Linked DNA regions of Mus musculus: region 1 is linked to region 2. Evidence: chromatin contacts called from public Hi-C data. All regions are on one chromosome and are shown on one strand. Each heading gives the region's core, a stretch centred on a gene start, on an enhancer-like site or on the middle of the called end of the contact. The rest is flanking DNA. Distances are from core to core; before and after follow the strand shown. Region 1 overlaps Ifnar1 (interferon (alpha and beta) receptor 1). Region 2 has its middle 17 kb from the start of 4932438H23Rik.

What was found. A called contact is a pair of places that touch in the nucleus more often than the background predicts.
Region 1: a Hi-C map of cerebellum shows a contact between it and region 2, with 2.1 times the contacts expected there. The contact joins two enhancer-like sites. A contact is called at or near these places in 1 of 39 promoter capture datasets (frontonasal cranial neural crest), 37 of 484 Hi-C or Micro-C datasets (B cells, CD4 T cells, the CH12 cell line and 23 more) and 2 of 9 other capture datasets (embryonic stem cells and liver).

Annotation. Positions count from the first base shown.
Region 1 is chr16:91,503,715-91,508,522 of GRCm38.p6, reverse strand. Ifnar1 (interferon (alpha and beta) receptor 1) reads right to left here. Exons shown (of 11, transcript NM_010508.2): 11 at 1-3,468. The coding sequence ends at 3,112. Among named protein-coding and RNA genes, the nearest start is that of Ifnar1, 21 kb to the right of the region's middle. Within about 2 kb of position 3,207, at least 14 of the 459 cell types and tissues checked have an H3K27ac peak or open chromatin away from gene starts, as enhancers often do. A contact at or near this core is called in cerebellum, where this site is marked.
Region 2 is chr16:91,083,526-91,088,537 of GRCm38.p6, reverse strand. It overlaps a transcript of 4932438H23Rik not described here. Among named protein-coding and RNA genes, the nearest start is that of 4932438H23Rik, 17 kb to the right of the region's middle. Within about 2 kb of position 2,912, at least 42 of the 459 cell types and tissues checked have an H3K27ac peak or open chromatin away from gene starts, as enhancers often do. A contact at or near this core is called in cerebellum, where this site is marked.

The DNA of each region.
Region 1 (4,808 bases), core at 1,958-4,457, 420 kb before region 2:
AAAATTGGACATAGTATTACCTGAGGACCCAGCTATGCTACTCCTGGGCATATACCCAGAAGATGCTCCAACTGGTAAGAAGGACACATGCTCCACTATGTTCATAGCAGCCTTATTTCTAATAGCCAGAAGCTGGAAAGAACCCAGATGCCCCTCAACAGAGGAATGGATACAGAAAACGTGGTGCATTTCCACAACAGAGTACTGCACAGCTATTAAAAACGATGAATTCATGAAATTCTTAGGCAAATGGATGGATCTGGAGGATATCATCCTGAGTGAGGTAACCCAATCACAAAAGAACACACACAATATGTACTCACTGATAAGTGGATACTAGCCCCAAAGCTCCAAATAACCAGGATACAATTCACAGACCACATGAAGCTCAATAAGAAGGACGAGCAAAGTGTGGGTGCTTCTGTCCTTCTTAGAAGGAGAACAAAATACTCACTGGAGCAAATATGGAGATAAAGTGTAGAGCAGAGACTGAATGAAAGGCCACCCATAGATTGTCCCACCTCGGAATTCATGCCGTACAGCGTTACCAAACCAGACACTGTTGTGGGTGCCAAGAAGTACATGCTGAAAGGAGCCTGATATGGCTGTCTCTTGAGAGGCCCTGCCAGAGCCTTACAAATACAGAGGTGGATGTTAGCAGCCAACCACTGGACTGAGCTCGGGGTCCCTAATAGAGGAGTTAGAGAAGGGACTGAAGGCATTGAAGGGGTTTGCAACCCCAATAGGAAGAATAATATCAACTAACCAGACTCCCCCCAACCCCCCACTGCCCCAGAACTCCCAGGGACTATGCCATCAACCAAGAAGTACACATAGCTCAAGCTGCATATGTTGCAGAGGATGGCTTTGTCATGGATCAATGGAAGGAGAGGTCTTTGGTCCTATGATGGCTTGATAAATAACCCAGTGTAGGGGAATCAAGGGCAGGGAAGTGGGAGTGGGTGGGTGGGTGAACACCCTCATAGAAGCAGGGGAGGGGGGATGGGATAGGGGGCTTCTGGGAGGGGGGTAAATCAGGAAAGGGGATAACATTTGAAATGTAAATAAAGAAAATATCCAATAGTAAAAAAAGAAAAAAAAGGATGTATTTATTATTTTATATATGAATACACTGTAGCTATCTTCAGACACACCAGAAGGGGGCATCAGATCCTATTACAGATGGTTGTGAGCCACCATGTGGTTGCTGGGAATTGAACTCAGGACCTCTGGAAGAGTGGTCAGTGTTCTTAACCACTGAGCCATCTCTCCAGCCCGTGGTGTTTCTTTTTTTCAAAAAGGTTTGACTTCTCTGTGTACAACTGTCTTTGCTTACATGTCTTTGCTTACATGGCCTTGTGCACCCCTGGAGTCTGAGGCAACCAGAAGCACTCTGTGGGTGCTGGGGACAGAGCTCAGATCCCAGACAAGAGCAACCTGTGCTCTACCCGCTGAGCCAGCTCTTCAGGCCTGTGTGCATGGCATTCCTTAAGAACATGTGCCTGCACAGGAAACCCCGGTCACACCAAAAGCAGGCGGTGTGCCGTGAAAAGGGTCATGGAGGCTGTCTTGAAGTGTGCAGGTAGAACTGCTCGCCCAGAAGGCCAGGCTCAGGTGAAGCCCCCTCCTTACCCGCTGCTGCAACCGATAGCTGCTTTGGGCTTCACCCTGAAGACCTGTGTCACAGTTGTTGAGAGATGAAAGAGTGCCAACTAACAACTTCCCGCTAGCATCTGGGCCTTCCTTGGCCACGTCCTCGGAGGTCTTGTTTCTTCACAGGCTGTCCTGGCAGAAGGAGCTTTTCCGCCGTGAACAGGGCTGGGCCGTGCTGGGTAGAATTATTAAAGCGTGGCACCAGATTTGAGTTGTGTGGCCATTTTTCTGGGTATCAGCGTGATTGCAGACCGCGATGACCATGCCCTCTACAGAGGAGCTGGAGTCCTTCAAGTACAGGAACCTGCAACATTTAGCCAAAAGGCTGGGTCTCCGGGCTCCCCTGTGGGCAGACAAGCTGTTCAGAGCCTTGAAAGCACACCCGAACCCAGAAACCGGGCAAGAAAATAAAACTCAGGATGAAAATCAATCTGCATTCTCTCTCTGTTGAGGAGACTGAGATACAAGGTAGTAGTGAGGAGCAAGCTGTCTACCCCAGTCAAAAGCTCTTTTCTATCAAAACTTTCAGACGTAATTTGTGTAGTGTCTCTTGTGTGCTATATCTGAGAATATGTTATCACCTAAAAGTTAAAAAAAACAAAACAAAACAAAAAAACCAAGATTGATTACAAAGGCGCAGTGCAGCGAGCAACAAGCTCGATTGGGGCAGGGCTATGACTCCTCTCTCTTCCTTTTTGGCCTGCAACTGAGTCTGCCCTGGAGCCACCAGCACTGCTGGATGTCCTGCCTACCGAAGATGCTCATGGAGCATTCATCTAAGGTCACTTATAGGCGCCTGCAGGCAGCACTGTGCCGTCGAAGCTGTTCCCTCACCCCAGGACCCAACACTTTGTTTTTTAAGTACCTGGAGCTGGGAAGGGACCTGAATAGTGCCGGACAGAGGACAGGGTTCGGCCTGGTTTTATAAGTACCACGGGAAGGCTACAGAGAGCAGCACAGGGCCTTCACACAAACACTGACTGGACACGGTCTTCTTTCACCATCAGGTTCACTAGCTTCTCTCTTACTGAATGGTTCATGCCTGCTTTTTGTCCCTGGCATTTTCTAGTTCTGCAAGTACTAGAGTACAACGGGCACACCCAGGCCACACTGAGATCTTAAACAACGCCAGCTCCTCCAGTTAGTGTCCCCTTTCTCCATGGTTTCAGTGACTTCTGGTCAGAAGCCACGGCTGTGGTGAGGTATGGGTTAGGAAGCGCGGCTGTAGACAATGGTACCTGTGACACACTGAGGGGCTACGGCAGGATTAAAAATCGGAATGTTCTAAATGTCACCTAGAGGACAAACACCGAGACAGAACCACCAGATGCCTGACATCAGTGAGCCTCATCTGTGGCACAAACAGCACCCAGGGCTTCCAGCTGGCAGCAGAAGCTGGCAGCCACTTCAGATAAGTCTGTCTCCTCCACACGGCCCCCAGCCTGGGCCGAGCACCTGTCAGCAGAGAAGAGCTGGCTCTGTCCTCAGGGCTGGGCTCTGAAGATATTTTTCATTTCCCAGGAAGCAGGTCCCGTCTTCCAAGGTCCCAGGAGGGCTAGGCACGCTGCATGGCCCCCCGCAGGGAGCTTTGGAGAGCACAGCTTGGCCGCTCTCGGTGCCCACACTCTCCTCCTCTTCGTTGGAATAGTTGCCCGAGTCCTGGCTGGTCTGTGAGCTGTACTTCCTGAGGTCCTCCTCAGGCGCGTGCTTTACTTCTACAGCGACCGTGTCTGTATTCTCAATGATGAAGCATCTTTCCGTGTGCTCCTCAGCCGTCAGAAGTACAAGGTTTTTTGAAGGCGGCTCAGAGAAAAACTGATGGTAAAAGGGAAGGAAAACAGGTTGTTTAAAATAAACCCTGCATCTCCAGCTCTAGCTTCTGTTTTATGTCCAGCCTTTCGGAGTGTGCATCACGACATATGAGCTATCCCGGGAATGACTGTGAGGCTCAGAAGGCACAGCAGGCCACCGGGCTCAAGGCCATTTTTGGGTAAACCTGTGAAGAATCCTCACACAGGCACTGTGCTGCCAAGGGTGGGTTAGGGGTGCTGGGATCACAGACATTTTGAAGTGACAGCCCAGTTCTCTTGCACTCAAAAGCACAAGTGAGAGACGGAGGTCACCCTGTTGCCTAGGTGGTAAGGGGCTGGTTATACCTGTGTCACAGCTGTAGCTATCAGAGCACAAAGGGGAATTAAAAACTCTAGCAGGCGGCAAGCATGTGCTGAACTCTGAACTCTGGGCTTCTACAGCTCATGGCCTAGCTTCTTTTACAGAGCTTGCCCAGTGTTATGCCCTGGCTCCCAGGATCTAGGGCAAGGCCTTCCCCACTCAGTGCCATCATTTCAGGTGCTATCATCAGAGGAGTCCTAAGCAAAACACGCAAGCACCATGAAAGGAACTCATGGCTTTTGTTATTCCTGTTTCTGTGACTTCATCTAGGGCACCACGTGAAGACAGATGGATCATAGGATTTATGATATGGTATGATAAATCTCACAGATGGGACATGGCAACAAAAAATGCCACAATAGGCAGAGACAAGACATTATTCAGACTGTAACATACACTTCATTACAACAGCCATGTGCTGCTGCTGAGAGCAGACTATGGGAACAAGGTGGCCCCTTGTCTCAGATTGAAACATGTTTATCTCAAGTGTCCTCCAAGACTGACTGTCTTGGAGCAAGCTGGCCTTCTAGCCCTGTGACCAGGACATAGGAGAAGAGCAAGAAGGCACCGAGGTCCCTAGTGACTATCCCCTTGTATCAAGTGCCTGTGTGGGAACAGGAAGCCGGAATGAACAGTGCTCCCTGGTTATTTCCTGGAGAGGTCCTAAGTGCCAGAGTGATGTTGTATCACCTGCTGTCCACGTTCACTCCTGCTGCTGCACACTTCAACGTCCGCCCTGAGGCTGACTCCAGCTGCTGCAGACCACTTCTGAACACACCAGCTCTTCTGCATTAAGTCACTGGTTAACATTCTCAAGCGTGTTTCAGAGGCAGGGTCTCACTGAGCAGCCTCTGACCCTCAATTCACCACCATGCCTGGTTTGGGGCAGGGCCGCTCTCTAGCCCTGCTGGCCTAAGCCTCTTTTGTTTCTTGGAGATGCAATCTGCTACTCAGCTCATACTGGCCTCAAACTCACTGCAAAT
Region 2 (5,012 bases), core at 1,663-4,162:
TATCTGGCTCTTGTAGTGCTGAAGGTGCTGTAGGGACCTCAAAGTTAGCTCACAAGACCAAGTTCTCAGCATAAAGGAAGTTTATTTGCCCTAGAGGGACAACGGGCAGGGACAAAGGACAAAGATACAGGAGACAGAGGATGAGGGAGAAGGGGAAGGGAATAAGGGAGAGGAGGGAGAAATATTTGTCCTGGGGTAGACAAAGGACTGCCATTGGATAAAGACGAGACAGACATGGCCTATAGACAAATGGCGGTTTATAAAGGTAGAGTGAGTTGGTTAGTTTGAATTGAGCATGTTAATAGGTGAGCCAAAGGGAACTTTTAATTGCTGAACTTCAATATTTTGATAGCAGGACCTTGGTAGTCAGCCTCAAGAAGAGGAAGTGGCCAAATAACGGAATGGACCTTGGGGTCTAGCTTAGGAATGTAATGATTTTCAGCAAGGAAGAGGAAAGGGGGTAAAAGAATGAAAACTGTTTGCAATGTCTGCATGTTTGGGCTGTTAGGGCTCCTGCAGGTGCTCTGTGGGCTGCTGGGGGTTTGGGGGGTGGTCTGCCATGCTCAGGCCTGTTAGGACCCTTTCAGGTGCTCTGTGGGCTGCTGGGGTGGGGGTGGGGGTCGTCAGTACTCTTTCCCAGCTGTGTTCACCCTACAAGCTACAAAATCAACCTGCCAGACATGTGTCCCCTAGTGAGACAGCGACGTGGTTATTTGAAGGCTAACTCTATGTTTTCTGGTTGCACTTGATTGAGGCTTGCTCCCCAGAAGAGGATTCACGGGGAGTATTGTAAACCTGGTCAAACGCTGTTGGGGGTAACAGGCCTCAGAGGGGAACCTAGCACTGGATTCTAAAGGGACACAGTATCAAACTGTCTCCTGAGCTGATACTCATAAACCAGTGCTGTTCCCAGCGGGGTAAGCCAAAGCTGCTGTTCGCAGTGCATGACCGTGAGTGAAAGCCGATTGTCTTAGGGCTGCTATTGCTATGGTGAAATGCCACAACCAGAAGCACTCCATTTGCCTTATATTTCCACACTGTAGTTTGTCACCAAAGGAAGTCAAGACAGGAACTCAGAGCTGGAACCTGGAGGCAGGAACTGATGGAAGAATGCTGCTTAGAGACTTACTCCTCATGACTTGCTCAGATTGTTATATGATAAAAATTATATACAATACAAAGTGTGTATATAATAAAAGCATATATAATTAAATTATGTATTTTATATATATATATGTATGTGTATGTGTATGTATGTATGTATGTATTTTGTGTGTATGTGTCCTGGAATTCACTATGTAGCTCAAACTCACAGGGATTCTCCTGCCTCTGTCTCCCAAGTCCTGGGATTAAAGGTATGTGCAACTATGCCTAGTTTTAGCCTGACTTCTTAAAGAACCCAGGACTGTCAGCTCAGAAATAGCACCACTCACAGTGAGCTGGACCCGCCCTCATCAATTGCTAATTAAGAAAATGCCCTACAGATGGGTCTTAAGGAGTTATTTTCTCAATTGAGTTTCCTTCCTTTCAGATGACTCCAGCTTGTGTCAAGTTGATAGAAAACTAGCCCCCTAACTGACCACAGTATTTCAAATAAGTAACTGCTGAGTGTTCAGTTCTAGATGAGATTGCTCTCTCATCCCCTTCAAGGCCCAGAGAATAACCTGAAGAGGAAGTAGAAGAGACAGTGAGACTGGGCTGGGAAATGCTGGCTTCTAGTTAGGGTGTGGCGGTTGCCATTATCTGCTCCCAGCAGCTGGGTTTCCTGCTGAAGAGCTGCACAAGATGGGTGGGGCGGCTCCTGGGCCCTCCTCTCCTTGAAGAACTCTTGGCTTTCCTTAGCAGAATGGTCACTGGTCACTTGCTTCGTCCAGGCTTCACACACCCAACCCTGATTGATTTCCATGGGTCACCAAAAAATAAAAGCAGCAAAGCAAACGAGCAAAAAAAAGACACAAAACCAGGAGAGGAACCTTCTGGAAAAAAGAATGTGTGTGGATGGAATGAGAGAGGGTAAAGTTGTGTGTGTGTGTGTGTGTGTGTGTGTGTGTAAGTTATCAAAATACACTATATGAAATTGTCAGAGAATTTTTTTAAAACGTACGACTTATTTAAAAGGAGTTTCATACACTCACACAGTTTCACCTTAGTTTATGATCTTCTCAAAATATGCTGCGATATCCTATGATCGGGAATCTCCCAGGCAAACAGAATATGTTTTGTTGTTGATACTTATTTCAATATAGTAATAAGAAGGTCATTTTTGAGTTATGATTCTAAATAGACACTTAATAGCAGTGTAATTTGGAGCTTTTTCAAAATAGTTCCATGAGGATTTTTTTGTTTTATTTTATATGCATCTATGTGTGTCTGCATACTATGCGCAGTGCAGGTCCCCCAGAAGTCAAAGAGAGTGTCAGATCCTCTGTGATTAAAGTTATGAGCAGTTGTGAGCTGGCATGAGGATTCTAGGAACCAAACCCAAATCCTCTGCATGAGTTGCAGGCAGCCCTCCACCTCCAAGCTCAGGTTTCCAAAAGATGCCTTTGAATCCTTACTTATCTCTGTGCGATGAGATGCGCTCTCCGCATCTTACAAAGAGGAAACAACAGTGAAGGAATTTGGAATATGTTTACAGTCCCGGTTTTAAATCTTATTTCCCCTTGCCCCCTTCCCCACGCCCCGAGTTTTGCGCTCTCTCTCTCGCTCTCTCTCTCTCTCTCCCTCTCTCTCTCTCTCTCTCTCTCTCTCTCTGGTATTTCTCAAATCCTCTGCAGCACAAGAGCCCTGCCGTTTCTCAGTCTGATTCTGAGGCACGTCGAGGCCAGTTGGTTCCGCTAGTTGCTTCATTAGCAGAGCAAGCTACAGTGTGCACATCACCCTGTTCGAGCGTGATTAGCTTCCAGTAAACAGGTAAACAGGACAGGGAAGGATTTCGACATGTTTGCACCAGGACGAGGATACGAGGACAGCTTTAAAGCAGACTCATACATTTCCAGCTACCGCCAGGAGAGCATGTGCGGAGACAGGAGAGGCCAGCCCCGAAGCCTACCAGGAGCAGTGAGACGCTAAGAAACATGTGGCGCACTTGGAAGCAACTGATTGTTTACAATCCAAACATCTTTCCTCATACTTCAAGCACCATCGTATCACATAGAAAATAACAACAGCCTGTCAAGAGGAAGCTGGGCTGAGCATGGGCATGCCACTCTGCAGTCTGCAGGGTGGGCGTGTGGGGCTGGTTGCTGGGGCTCTGTGGGGGGTGGGAGGGAAAGGTGGGAGCGCCTGTGTGTAATTGCAGCCATATTGATTTCATTGGGGCATAATGCCACACTGGCAACAAAGCTCAAACACGAGAGCGCCCCCGAGCCCTCTAGGGAGAAATCAGAGCCCGAAGGGCAATCTCTCTTGCCAGCATCGGGCTCTGCCAGGTTCGCTCAGATCATTTGGCATGGAGCCCTTTCTACCCATCTGCCAAGAGGGGACTTGGCTTTCCGGTCCAGCTCTAGAGCTGTGAAGGCGCTGAAGAACATGCAATAGGTAAACGAGGTGATAATTTGCCTCGCTGCTAGACCCATCTCCCCTACTCCTGACAGATCTTTGATCGGGTATGCACGTGCCTAAATACCTTCCTGTCTGACTACCTGTCCTTCTGTTAGCCAGTCAAGCCTTTTCTCTTACATAAGCTCTGGCTGCCTGCAGTTATGGCTCAACCGCAAAATCATGGGGACAGGGATGGGACGTAGCTACTCACTCACTCTTAAACCAAGTCTAACCGCATCCCCAGGGCCCTCCAGGAGTTAGTGCCAAGCCCTTTGGCCTTCAGTTTTTGTCCCTGAGGCTTAGGTTCAGGACTGGGACTGCTGGGGTTTGCCTGGTGGGTACTGGGGAGCACCAGACCCCAGATCCATCTCCTGGGGCAGTGGCCCCTCCTTGCTGTGAACTAAAACCAGTTGCTTCTCTAGGATTTCCTAACTGGTACAGCTAAGGCACAGAGAGGAAATGGGAAAATTCGAAGCGACCACAAGCATGCAGCAGACGGAGGGACTTCTCGTTCCTTCTGAGTAACTGCAGCTCTCACAGAGCTGGAGTGGAAATGGCTTTTCAGAGGGATGTGCCTGGAACTGCCCACACCATAGCCTCTCCTAGAACACGGCCATCATTTCCCCCACAGTCTTCGTGCTCCTGACCACCCATCCTTGTTTATTTAACTTCTTAATTATTAGCTTCACCTTCTGTACCCATCCGTCCCAATTACAAAGTCCTCTTATTTATGTGAATTGATGGGGACCCTCCTGAGGACCCCAAATGTCATTTTCTGTTAAAAATCTGGTGAGGAAAAAAATTACAAAATATTCATGCAATTAATTATCTTTTGGTTGATAAAAATCACGTTTTAACATATAGCGATGGGCTAGAGAGATGGTTCAGAGGTTAAGAGCACTGGCTGCTCTTCCAGAGGTCCTAAGTTCAATTCTCAGCAACCACATGGTGGCTCACAACCATCTGTAATGGGATCTGATGCCCTCTTCTGGTATGTCTGAAGACAACAACAGTATGTTTGTGTGTGTGTGTGTGTGTGTGTGTGTGTGTGTGTGTGTAACCAATCCTTTTTAAAAAGCTATGTCGCACGACCCCACATAGTTCAATTTTTAAAAAGCATTACTCCCAAATCAGACCATTTCTGGGTTGTGACGTCCTCTTCGGTAGTGACATTGCACGTGGTTGTGTTTGGATGTTGTTTACTGCTGTGTAGTTTCTGAGATGAGGACTCACTACATCGTACACATGGACCTCAAGCTCATGCCCCCCCCCCCCGCCTCTGCCTGTCAAGGGGCTGGGTTTGTAGGCATGCAGCACTGTGCCCAGACTGACTTCTTAGATTATTATTTAACACACTCCCTTGTTCTGGCCAGAGGTTGATGTCAGAACGTCTTCCCTTATTTGCATCTCCACATCATCTTTTGAAAGAGGTCTTTTCACTGAACCCAAAGCAGTGTGCTGACTTGAGA